Regions from separate parts of the Hordeum vulgare genome. Here region 2 is linked to region 1. The links are chromatin contacts, called in public Hi-C maps. All regions are on one chromosome and are shown on one strand. Each heading gives the region's core, a stretch centred on a gene start, on an enhancer-like site or on the middle of the called end of the contact. The rest is flanking DNA. Distances are from core to core; before and after follow the strand shown.

Region 1 (5,858 bases), core at 2,041-4,540:
ATTTGTTTCGACTATGAATTATCTGATAGATTGGAAGAGGGTAATGAAGGAAGGTGCATGGATCTTGAGTGATCATGGTGTGCTCATGGAAAGGTATGATGGGTACACAAAGATTGATGAGGTGGTGCTCGATATGCTAATTGCCTGGATCTAGATTGTTGATCTACCTCCTTTGTATAGAAAGGACATGTTATTAGACCCTAGCCAAGAACGTTGGCAAAGTGTAGAATGTGTTGCTTACTCCTATTGGGACATGGGAGGATTATCAGGTTTCGCGTTCAACTAGACGTAAACAAACCTTTGATGTGATTTGGGTCTATCAAAACAGCCAAGAAAAGGGTTTACCAATTAGTCCTATATGAGAAGATGCCGGTGTTATGCTATGTTTGCAGTTATATGGGGCATACTCACTTGGAGCGTGGTATCGGAAAGCCCAACCCCGTTAGTATCACATCTTTTGCTTGTGGATGACTCCCTCATTCTTATGAGAGGACATGGTTGTCGCCAATTATGGGAGTGAACATATCAGACTACTTCTAACAACTCATGAAAAGAGTCCTGAGTAGGATGAGATGTTGGAAAAAATACCTTCCTTTGGGGTGGGGAGAGAAATCTTGATCAAAGTTGTTTTGTAGGCTATCCTTTCATATGTGTAATGTTAGTTCTCAAGCCAGTGCAATCCTATCACCACAGATGATGACCAAAGAACCACATGCACTGGTTGTTTGGTGGAAGATGTGTATCGTGAAAAAGATAAGAGGAGCTTTTAGAGATTTACATTGTTTCAACTTGGCCCTCCTAACGCGAGAGCCCGAGTCTTTGTGTGCAAGGATGTTGAGAGTAAAATATTTTCCTGATGGGGATTTCCTAAATTACAACGTGAAGGAAGGTAGTTCATTCACGTGGAAGAGCTTATGGAAGGTGATCCAAACCTTCAAAAAATGGTGCATATGGAGAGTTGGTGATGGAAGACAAATTAACATATGGGACAACCCATGGACTCCCGGTAGCCCGACCATGAAAGTAGTGACGAGAAGAGGCAATATTGTGCTCATTAAGTTTATGAACTGGTAAATGTTGATGCAAGAGAATGTGATGAACAACTCATAAAGGGTGTCTTTTGGCTCATCGATGCAGAACATATACTTAATATCTCTCTTGCTTTGGGGATGATGGATGATTGTGTATCATGGCGCTTCAGTAGGAAAGGATTTTTTCAGTCAAAATGGTGTATCACTTAGAGTGGAATTACCAGTATGCACAAAAGTTGAGCCGGAAAAACTCCGATGAAGCCTCAAGTACTAGTCCCATTTGGTTGACCCTATGGAAACTACGTGTACCAACAAAAATTAAAATTCAGTGTGGAAATCGTTGCGTGGTGCTTTACCTTGCCATGGAGTCTTGATCAACCGTCATATGCAGTGGCACAACTAGGATTTGAAACCAGGGTGGTTCTATTTTTTTCGACAATCATACTAGAATTCTCAATTAAGTCTTGGTTTGCCATGAAAGGGGAATAGATACTACTATAGACTATAGTAGATACCCTCGAAAGTTAAAGATCAGCATGTTTCAATAATTCCGCAATAAGAGTTTAGTTTCTACTAGTGCGTTGCAACGGAAGAAAAAAATACCACACGCTTTTAATCTTTTTATAATTATTTTGATTTATTAAAATAATAAGCTAACTAACTAATGTAGTCAGTCCTATCCTATTTTGTTGAGAAATCAACCCGTCCATTGTTAATTCCACCATGATGAGAAATTGAGCGGGACAAGCAAAGCAAAACAAAGAGGCTACGTGAATTGATCAATGGACTGTTATCTTATTTCACTCATGAGGTAGAGAATGTGGGATCAGATGACAAACTGAAGGTGGTGTTCCATTCTCTTTCTCTACAACAATGCAATCTTACATTCAATACATTCATTCATCAGCAAACAAATTCCCACAAAACAAAATTTCTTGCCGGTGCTTGGCACACGGTTGGAGGCATGGGGAGTGGATCTCACCAGATGATGAGTTCCTGTCAGAGGAGGGGATACGATGAGGGGAGAAAGGGTTAGGCGCCTCTATCTGGCCATAAGGAGTCGCCGTTGCCGCGCCATAACCTCGGAGTTCCCCGTGTGAGCCATGGAGGCCCGCCTCCACCTGCAAGTACTTCGCTCCACCGCGCCTTATCCGCGCGCCGCCGCTGTTCTGCATCGAGCAGACGCATCATCCCAAGTCATTGTAGCTGTCGCGTTGATTTGATCCAGAAGCTGTGCTCGAGCGCCGAAACGAGGGCAGCAAGCGGGCAGAGGTACGACCGCGGAGGCGGGTGGGTTGAGATCGACAACAGTGGTGGTTGAGGTCGGCCGCGGCGGCGAGTGGTGTGGCAGCGGCCTGGGCACAGGCCAGGGTGGACCAGGGTCGACGCGATGCGCTCGAGCGCCGCAATGGGGACAGTGAGCGGGGAGAGGTACATCCGCGGAGGCGGGTGGGTTGAGATCGGCAGCGGTGGCGGTTGAGGTCGGCCGCGGCGGCGAGTGGTGTGGCGGCGGCCTGGGCACAGGCCAGGGTGGCCCAGGGTCGACGGGAGGAGGTGATGCGTACGGGTATAATTTTTACAGCGAATCGTTTTTTCCTTTTGCGTTGCAGATAAATGATGGAGCGCGGGTTGAATAACAAAAATTACAGTTTTTTTATTTATAAAAATACCGTGGTGGGTTTTTCGACGGAAGCAATAGCCGCTTTATTATTAGGTATTAGGTATATATCTATCACAATGACACAACTGAATATAAATGATCTGAAAATTATGTGTGTGTTCGTCGCTCATGTAGACCACAGTACACAAGAAGTAAATAGTAAACCCTAAATTGAAAAATGGGGAATGGTCAATTGGCGAGCTGCCGGAGATGGTACCGCAAATCAGGCAAGGCCGAGCGTCGAAATGTAGACTGGGCGGCTGCCGCTGTTTTGTAGGGGCGCCAGGCGGCATGGGCTAGGCTAGGGCAGGGTCAGGTCGCAGGCACATAGGGTTGCTGCTGGCGCCGAGTGTCGGGCAGGACGCAGTCGCGACGGAGAGGAAGGAGTGGAAGAGCCTCCAGAGTGGTTGGGCATCCATCGTGTGGCGAGGGCAACGAGGTAGGCGAAAACCGAGCGCCCGATGGTTGGGTGTTGAGGATTGTAAGATATCGTTGCTTCTCGCTGTGTCCCGCGTGTGGTGTGCAGGTTATGTGGCGCGTGTGTTGTTTGTTGGGTTAGAGATGTTGTTGGGCCCTTTTTATTTCTCTGGCCCATCTATAATTGTGTATGGTATATAGGCTGGTTCAAAATCCAAGGGTGACCGTGGCCCATCCTGGACACTCTGTAGCTCCGCCCCTGGTCATATATGATCACAAGTTCTGAATTCCCTTTATGTAGCGCCGACTGTGAAAGTATAAGCACGCCTTCTTGTTATACCCTAGTGTGGGTGAGATTTGGCTCATCCTTTGACTGGGACATATGGTGAATGATCTATGCTTGCAGGAAGGGGATGGAGAAGTTTTTGTCCGTGAATTTATTTTGACTCATCACGGAGATATGCTACTGATGGCAGATGTGAACTGTATTTTTTTTTTGAAACAAAGGTAAATGTTTTGCCTCATCAATTAATTAAGAAGAACAGTGAACCGTAACGATCTGATAGCTAGGGCCATGTGGTATGTTTTGTGGACGGCAGCGTGTCACACATGGAGAAATTCTTGCTAAAGTAGCAAGATTGGCAGAGGCTATCTTCACTTTAGAAAAGATTTTTTCAAGGGCAAGAAAGAAAGGTAGCAACCGGGCACTATGGATGAAGAACACCCAAAGGAATGCTTCATAAAACTGAGTGGGGATGCAACGTTTGACTCGGACAAGGGCTCAAGAGGCATTGCTGGAATTATACATGTTTCGGGGAGAGCGAGTTTGTGTGCTCGGACACCATGGTGCCTTTTTTTTAAAACAATCAAAAAACATAATTGAAAGTTTCAAAAAATACTGAAAATAATTCTGTGTAAACTTGTATGTATTCACTACTGATCCATAAAATTTTGTTCCCAAAAAAAAAAAGTAATTTGTAAGCTGTATAAAAAACAATTTTCCGGCCCAAAAAAATCTGGCCCATTTGAAAAATCATATTTGTCTTTTTTTGTACGCCACGTATGAATGTAAAATGAAATGATTTTTTACACATGTGTAGTATTTATGCGTGTGTGTGTTTGTAAAAAAAATTCAGTAAAAAATGTTTTTCTAAAACGGGCATCATGGTACCCATTTCGGGTGGCTTCTTCCTAGCGGCGGCCTATAGCAACATCCCATTGGTTGAGGATGTTGCGACGGCGTAGGCGCGAGGACACATAGATGGCCTCATCTTGACAGGTGATATGTGCTGTAACAATTTGATAATTAAAGCAGACTGTATAGAGGTCATTGAAGTGATGATGACAAATGTGGCCATTCCTTGGGCGGCGATTTTGAAAGAATGTACGTTCTTATGTCGTAGTCTGAATTCGGTTAGTTCCCGTTAGGGCCCTAGGGAGGTCAATATGACGGCGGATGTTTCAGCTAGCAAATCAGAGGACTCTCGAGCTATGGTTTGGCAGATGGAGCCTCCAGATCTCTTGATGGATCTACTAGCAAATGATGTAACTTTATTTTCACATGAAATATAAACAGTCATGGTGGCATTCCCTAAAAATAAAAAATAGGCATTAGTGGAATGCTCTGTAGTGGAATGTTTTAACAGGAGGAATACGTTGCTGTACGATCGATCCCTTTGCTTGCTGTAAACGGCAAGCCATGAAGCCAGATTGCAGGATTCGGATGGCACCGATGGTCGATCGACCATTAACTCGATTCCTTGTGGCACGCACCGCAACGGAGTTAAAGGAACCATGAACCATCCGCGACCCCCACAGGCACAAGCCAATGGAACAAGGGGGTGATGTGTCCTGCAAACAAAACCACAAAGGCGACGTGTGGGGAAAAAGGTGAAAAGCTGAGTGGTTTTTTAGGTGTTGCTGCGGTTGGGTCTGAGTGGTGACCCGGTCGACAAGTGCAGCAGTGCATGCCAACGCTCCTCGATCCCTTGCGTTGCGCACCCGTCGTATTGGTTGGCGCCTTTTCTACGTGGAAGCAACCCAGGAATCGCCACCGTATAGTGGTATGGTGAATCCAGCTGAGCACTGGTGTTGGCCATTCGCTGTGTTTGAACGGTTCAGGATTTTTCAGTAACCCGTGGAAAACTTTAGTACTGTACAGAATACAGTATACATGTGCAGGAAGATTCGAGTTGAGGAAACAGCATGCCGTCTCGTCCTCAATGACGTCTCAGTCTCGGGCAGTGGAGACGCGTCCTCTGCATGATTGATTGCTGCAGACATGGTGAGTGCTTCCTGGCGATCACCAGTATGTATCGCCTGGTCAGTGGTCACGCAGGTCTAACCGTGCAACTGTAACTAGATTGCCTGTAATCATTTAGTGTTCTGGAGGTACTAGGCGAATTGCTTAACTGTAGCATAGGAGCACCACACTGATCATAATCGTGACAGCAAAGTTGTTTGGCACCCATGGATTGTACCGCGCCAGTGGCAATACCAAAGCCAAAGCGGCAAAACAGTCCAGTGCCCACGACATATCTAAAGAGCCGGCCAAGCCACGTAATAATCTTCCACGGGCCACCGCATAGTAGAAAACGACGCGCGCAGGTAAACGGATATGTATGCATCCACTTGACACCTGACCTCAGGGCCGGCTAGCTGGTGCACCTCGCCGTCACAGGATTCGACATAACATAACATAGAAGATGCGTGGAAAATAAATAAAAATATCGCCGGCAGCTCTCGAAGGG
Region 2 (6,262 bases), core at 1,584-4,083, 750 kb after region 1:
GTATCCCATGAGACCATTGGTGATGTGATCCATTCTGAATAGAATTGAAAACGTTGAACAATCTCCTTTTGTGATGAACGGATGATATGCCATGGATCCATTGGTGAGTAAAGAGACATTTTGAAAAGGGTTCGGCACGCTGAACAATCTCCTTTGTGATGCTCGCATGATATCCCACGGACCCATTAGTGATGTCATCTATTATCGTTTTGCAATCGGGGATGAACCTAAACTTTCTAGTCCGCGAAATCATTAGCCGATCTAAAGCATCGAAGCTCCCACATAGAGGTCATCTGAATATCTGCAAATCGTTGCAGATGCTACACTCCCCCTCTCCTAAAAAGGGTTGCGCTAGTGTTAATCTTTGCAAAACCATCTCGAGACTCCACCCATTTCTTTGCACTGAAACCCTAACCAGATTTTAGGGATTTTGAGTTTTCTCAGTACACTTAATTTCTTCCAAGGACTTCGTGTTAAATCCTTGTGTGGAGAAAGGGCTTTGAAAAATATCCTCACAAGCACGACCTAGGATTTATCGATTTTGAATCCTCCTCCGATGAATGCATCATGCATGATGGGCTCAAGGGCCATGTAGCCACTCCCTTTTCTCGCCAAAATACCCGGGAACAGATATGGAATTCCCTATCGAGGCATTTTGCATCACAATGTTGTACATTCACACACGGGGCACTCGATAAGCCGAGCGACTGGGTCATCCAATTTGAGTTGTACGCACAACTTTTCATGGTCCAGTTTTGGAAACCTTCTAGCAGGTTCCTTTGTGTTGGACAGCTTCTATAAAGTTCTATCGAAGTTTTTTTGTTTCTTTCTTTTCTAAATAATTTTTTTTGTTTTTATTTTTCTAGTTTTTTGTTTCTTTTCAAAAAATTATTAATTTCAAAAATATTGGACTTACAAAAAAAGTCCAGAATTTTCTAAAATGTTTCGTATTTTCCCAAAAATAATATAAATAATAATATATTTTTTGCATTATTCAATTTTCTTTTTTTCATTACCGTAATAAGTTCAAAAATTCAAAAAAATCCTTTTTTTAATATGTGCATTTTTTAGTATTGTTCTAAGTTTCCAAAATTATTCTAGTTTTCAAATTTTGTTAAAAAAATTAAATAATAGTTGTACTCTAAACAAATGTCTGCTTTTTTCAAAAAATGCTCACAGTTTTAGAAAATACTACTCACCCCTTTCCAAAATAAGTGACTCAAAAGTGACTCAACAGGTGCTCACAGTTGAGTCACTTATTTTGGAACGGAGGGAGTACTATTTAATTTTTTTTTCAGAAATTCAAATATGTTCTTGTTTCAAAATTGGTTCGATTATTTTTTGAAAAATGTTGACATTAGAAATAAATGTTTCTAGTTTAAACATAATAGTCTAAATTCCAAACATTGTTCAAGAATTGTGAAGTTTTTGCTTTCCAAAACAACAATGACAGATCACTATAGTGTGTCAGGGTCCGCTTTGTTGGGTCAGCTCTTGGTCTCCCGCTCGCTTCCTCATTGGCCCGGCCCTATCTAACTCACCCTATGCGAAGGGGTGGTTCTCTGGTGCTTGTTGGGTCAGCTCTTGGTCTCCCGCTCGCCTCCTCATTGGCCCGCCCCTATCTAACTCACCCTATACCTGGCCATATCTCGGGGCAGGCCGGTCCTAAGAAAACGTGCTACAAAACCCAAGCCCAAGCCTGCCCCCGCCCGATCGTCAGACCTATTTTTTGAGTCCAGGCTTGGCCCGAGCCTGAAGAAGTCCGCCCCTGCCCCGACAGGTTCGACCCAACGTAGGCGTAAAATCAAGTTTTCACGGGCCCGGGCCCGACCGGCAGGCTTGATTATCAGGCCCGAGCCCGACCCGTGGGCAAGGTCGGGCCGAGCTGGGTCGAGCTTTTTGGGCCGGGTCAGGCCGGGCCGACCGGACCGGGCTGCCCATGGCCAGATATAACTCACCTTATGCGAAGGGTGGTTCTGTGGTGCGGCAAGTTCTATTGGCATTTCCTATTTACGCAGCGCCTGTTTGTGTGCATTTTCACAAACTGGCGCGTGCAGCGCCTCTTGCTGGGCCAAGCCGTTAATTTTTAATTTACATCCGCAAAAAACAACAGCACTTCCTAGGAATCGAACTTGCGACCTTCCTCATCGAGTTTCGTTTGTAATCCCACCTGGCAACGGAGTTGGAGCTGCTTTGATTCAAACTTTTACTTCTTTTATTTGTTTCTTTTTGTTGTCCTTTTTTTCATTTTTGTTTACTGTTTTTCTTTGTTCTTTTTTCTCTATCCTTTTCTACTTTTTTTTAAATTCTGATTTCTTCAAATAGCAAATTCTTTTCTAAATCCACGAACATAATTTTTTGAAAGTCGTGGACTTTTTTCGAATTGATGAACCTTTTTCAAAATAGAGGAACTTATTCTTCAAACTTGATGACCTTTTTAGAATTTTTTGAAATCTTTCTCAAAATCAATGAACTTTTGTCAAATTTGATGATTCTTTTTTTCAAAATCAATGAATTTTTTTTTAAAATCGACGAACTTTTTTCAAATCAATGAACTTTTTTAAAAATCGATGAACTTTTTTTCAAATCCGATGAAGTTTTTCAAATTTATGATCTTTTTTTATATTTGTGAAAGAATTATCAAAATTGATGAACTTTTTCTTGGAACTTTAGTAAATCTATGAACATTTTTTCATGAAAATATTCAAAGTTGAAAAAAAGAACCGAAATCCAGTCTTTTTCATGAACGAGCAACATAGAATAACCAGAGAAATAAACCCAACGAGGCGAGTGAGTTGTTTCTTTCCGTGATCGAGCGAACCGACCAGAACGATGTGTTGAATGGGTCGCGGCCCAGTGCCGATCGCTGTAGTCGCCCATCTCTAAACGGGCGCCTACAAGATCGAATAGGAGCTCTCAATTCTATTTGCCGCCGGTGGCCGGGACCTCCTATTCGGCGCTTTCAGCGCCAGTTAGGGAAAAAATGGGCCGACCCATGCAAAAAATGCATTGCTCAATAAAAATATGAAAAAAGTTCACATAATTTCAAAAAGTTCAGATTTGTAAAAAAAATCAATTATTATGGAAAAGTTCAGGGATTTTTGAAAAATATGTACATGGATTTTCAAAAATTTCACAGAATTCGAAGAAAAAAAATCATCGATTTTGAAAAAAGTTCATCAGTTTTTAAAAACAGTTCATTGATTTGGAAAAAGTTCATCAAAGTTTAAAAATAGTTCACAGATTTTGAAAAAAGTTCATGAAATTTAAATTATGTTCCTCGATTTTAAAAAATGTTCATGAATTTCCAAAAAAAACCATCGATTTTTAAAAAGTTGACTGATTTAAAAAAAATCACGGGCTAAAACAGTTCACGGGCTAAAAACAAGTTAATGAAAGTTCCCTACATGGGCGGGTCCATTGTGGAGCGCTGTAGGCGTCGGTTAGCAAATTTTGCCTTTAACCAACGCCGGTGGCCCAAAATAGGTTTTTCCCCAGTGGCCGGCAAACAGGAATGGTTTCGATCGCAGCGCCAATAGATGGGCCTGTCCAGTTCGCGGCAAGGCGTGTTGCGTGTTTGCTGCTTCTTACATTTCATTCATTTTTTATTGTTCTCTATTTTGTTTTTCCTTTGCTGGTGCTTTTATGTTTTTCTGTTTTTTGCTTTGCTTTCGTATTTTCTTTCGTTAATACATGGGAAAATTGATTTTAATACACGGTGATTTTTTAAATACTTAGTTTTCTTTAGATTTTCAAAAGATGTTTGAAATTCCAAATTTGTTCATGATTTTTTAAATAATTCATGTCTTTAAAATTGGTCTGAAGTTTAAAAAAAATTAAGTTTTTTTTGAAAACTTTTGGTCATGGTATTAATTTTTTTCAAGCTTATTATTTATCCTCACAATTCAAAAACACTGTTCAGATTTTGATTTTTTTGAAATGTGAAAATATTTCATTTAAAAAAATTGTTGGTGTTTTCAAAATTTGTTCATAATTCATAATTTATTTTCGGAATTCATAATATGTTCATATTTTACCAAAAAAAATGTTAACGTTTTAAAAGTTTGACATATTTTAAAAATGTGGTCAACAATTAAGAAAATATCCAGAATTTGAAATTTAATCGCAATTACAAAAAATGTTCACATTTTAAGCCAACATTTTTCACGTTTTCAAAATTTTATTCAGTTTTGAGACCAGAAAAATATATATTTGGTTTTAAGCAAACATTTTTCATGTTTTCAAAAAATTTCATGGTTGTGCCTATCAGAAACGAAACAAAATATTTTTTGTTTTTTTTCTTTCGCGAGAGTCATGGTTTTCCTTCCGTGAGAGACACTAATTTGCTTTCAGGAGAGACACGGTTGTGTCACTCGAGAAGGAAAAAACATTTTCTCTTTTTTTCACGAGAGGCGCAGTTTTGCTTTCACCAAAGGCACGAATTTGCTTCCGCGAGAGGCACAAATTTGATTTCGGAGAGGCACGAGTGTGCATGTGAAAAACGAAAAAACGTGTTTTATATTTTGTTTCTTTCGCGAGGCATGAGAGGCATGGTTTTGCTTGCGCGTGAGGCAAGGTCATGCGTCTCGGAGACAAAAAACACATTTTTTGTGAGAGGCACTGTTTTTTCGTGTGGTTTTTTTCCTTGGTGTTTTTTTGTTCAAAAAAAAGTCCATGAAAATTTATCAACATGGCATCTAGTTTTGAATATTTCAACGCGAGGAATCCAACGATCAAAATGGTTTGAAACTTAGATGCACGGTTTGAGAATTTTTTTTTTGAAAGTAGCAGATTTATGAAAAAAATAAAATTCCTCATGAACTCCTTGCTCTTGTGCTTTAAAAGATAGTCTCCTCAACACTCAATTACTCTTTTACATATTCGGTTTGGGTAGAAGAGATTGATTGGATGGAAAGCAACTTAGGGAGGCTAGAAATCAAGATTCATATGATAGGATTGGAATATCTTGATCTCAACATATGAGTAGGTGTCTCTCTCTCGAAAAAATGGATGGGGCAAGTGTTAGTTCGTTCTGAGTACTTCCTGTGCGAATGAGAGGAGGTGGAGAGGTATATATAGGCATATCCAAAAATCCAACCGTTACAACATTATTGCCCGACTCGGTGAAATCGAAGTAAAAACTCGGTTGCATCGACTAGTGCAAAATGTGGCAACTTTAGGCTTTTCGGTAAGACCGATATATGAATCTCGGAGGGCCTGATTTTGGCTGGCCTATGTAGTTACCATACTTGGTGGCATCGATTTGCAAAACTCAGAAATTCTAATTTTAGCAAATGGCATAGGTGGTCATTGTTTTTTGGTCAGACCGAATCAAAACTTGGTGGTACCGAGATGCTAGGGTTTGGCATAGGTTCTGTCTAGGGTAAAACTCGGTAGGGACGATTTGGAAATATTTTTAGCATCGAATTTGACTTTGAGGTTTGGACAGAATATTTATAGGAGAATTTCATGAGTATTTTTGGTGGCTAATCTCTAAGCACTTGAGCAACGAGATCATCATAGTCACCTCATCCCCTTTTAATGGTATTGGCTTCCCTATGGACTCAAATGTGATATCTCACAAAATGTAAAGTGTAGAGTCTTGAAGCTTGAAGCTTGGCCAATCCATCATTGAACTTTTCCTTAACTATACTAGAAAAAATCATTAGTCCCATGACATATATATATTGTAATTAATTACCAAAACCACCTAGGAATAAGTTGTGCTTCCAATTTCCCCTGTTTTGGTAATTGATCACAACATATAGATAAGATCTTCGACATAAAATATAATCAGTGAATAACATCGTCGCTTTGAGAAGTATGTGATAAGCAAGAGTTGCCCCTAAATTTGTGCACTATTTTAAATTTGCGTTTAAATGCAAATGCGTAATTGATTAGGATCATGGGTCGTTTTTACATGTGACATACATCTTGGTGGTGTGCATAAATGATGTGAATGAATTACAATGCACATAACTCCAATAAATGAGTGAATGATCATCAGATAGATATCTCAAGGATAGGAAATAGTAGCACCAAACATATAGCGTATGATCAAACACAACAAGGTTTAAGCCATCCAAAAGGTAAACCAAATGTTTTGAGAAACCAAGGAGGGCAAAAAAGCAACCCTCTCTCTCTCTATCTCTCTCTCTCTCTATCTATCTATCTATCTATCTATCTATCTATCTATCTATCTATCTATCTATCTATCCCTCAGCCCTAATGATCTATACACTTCTCCCCTTGCTAAGCATCG

What was found. Hi-C and Micro-C count contacts between places; a contact is called where the count stands out from the background.
Region 2: a Hi-C map of leaf shows a contact between it and region 1, with 5 times the contacts expected there. The contact joins two enhancer-like sites. A contact is called at or near these places in 2 of 6 Hi-C or Micro-C datasets (leaf and seedling).

The regions. Positions count from the first base shown.
Region 1 is chr2H:571,362,206-571,368,063 of MorexV3_pseudomolecules_assembly, forward strand. No RefSeq gene overlaps it. Among protein-coding and RNA genes, the nearest start is that of LOC123428666, 65 kb to the left of the region's middle. Within about 2 kb of position 3,291, at least 3 of the 3 cell types and tissues checked have open chromatin away from gene starts, as enhancers often do. A contact at or near this core is called in leaf and seedling, where this site is marked.
Region 2 is chr2H:572,110,043-572,116,304 of MorexV3_pseudomolecules_assembly, forward strand. No RefSeq gene overlaps it. Among protein-coding and RNA genes, the nearest start is that of LOC123430593, 37 kb to the left of the region's middle. Within about 2 kb of position 2,834, at least 3 of the 3 cell types and tissues checked have open chromatin away from gene starts, as enhancers often do. A contact at or near this core is called in leaf and seedling, where this site is marked.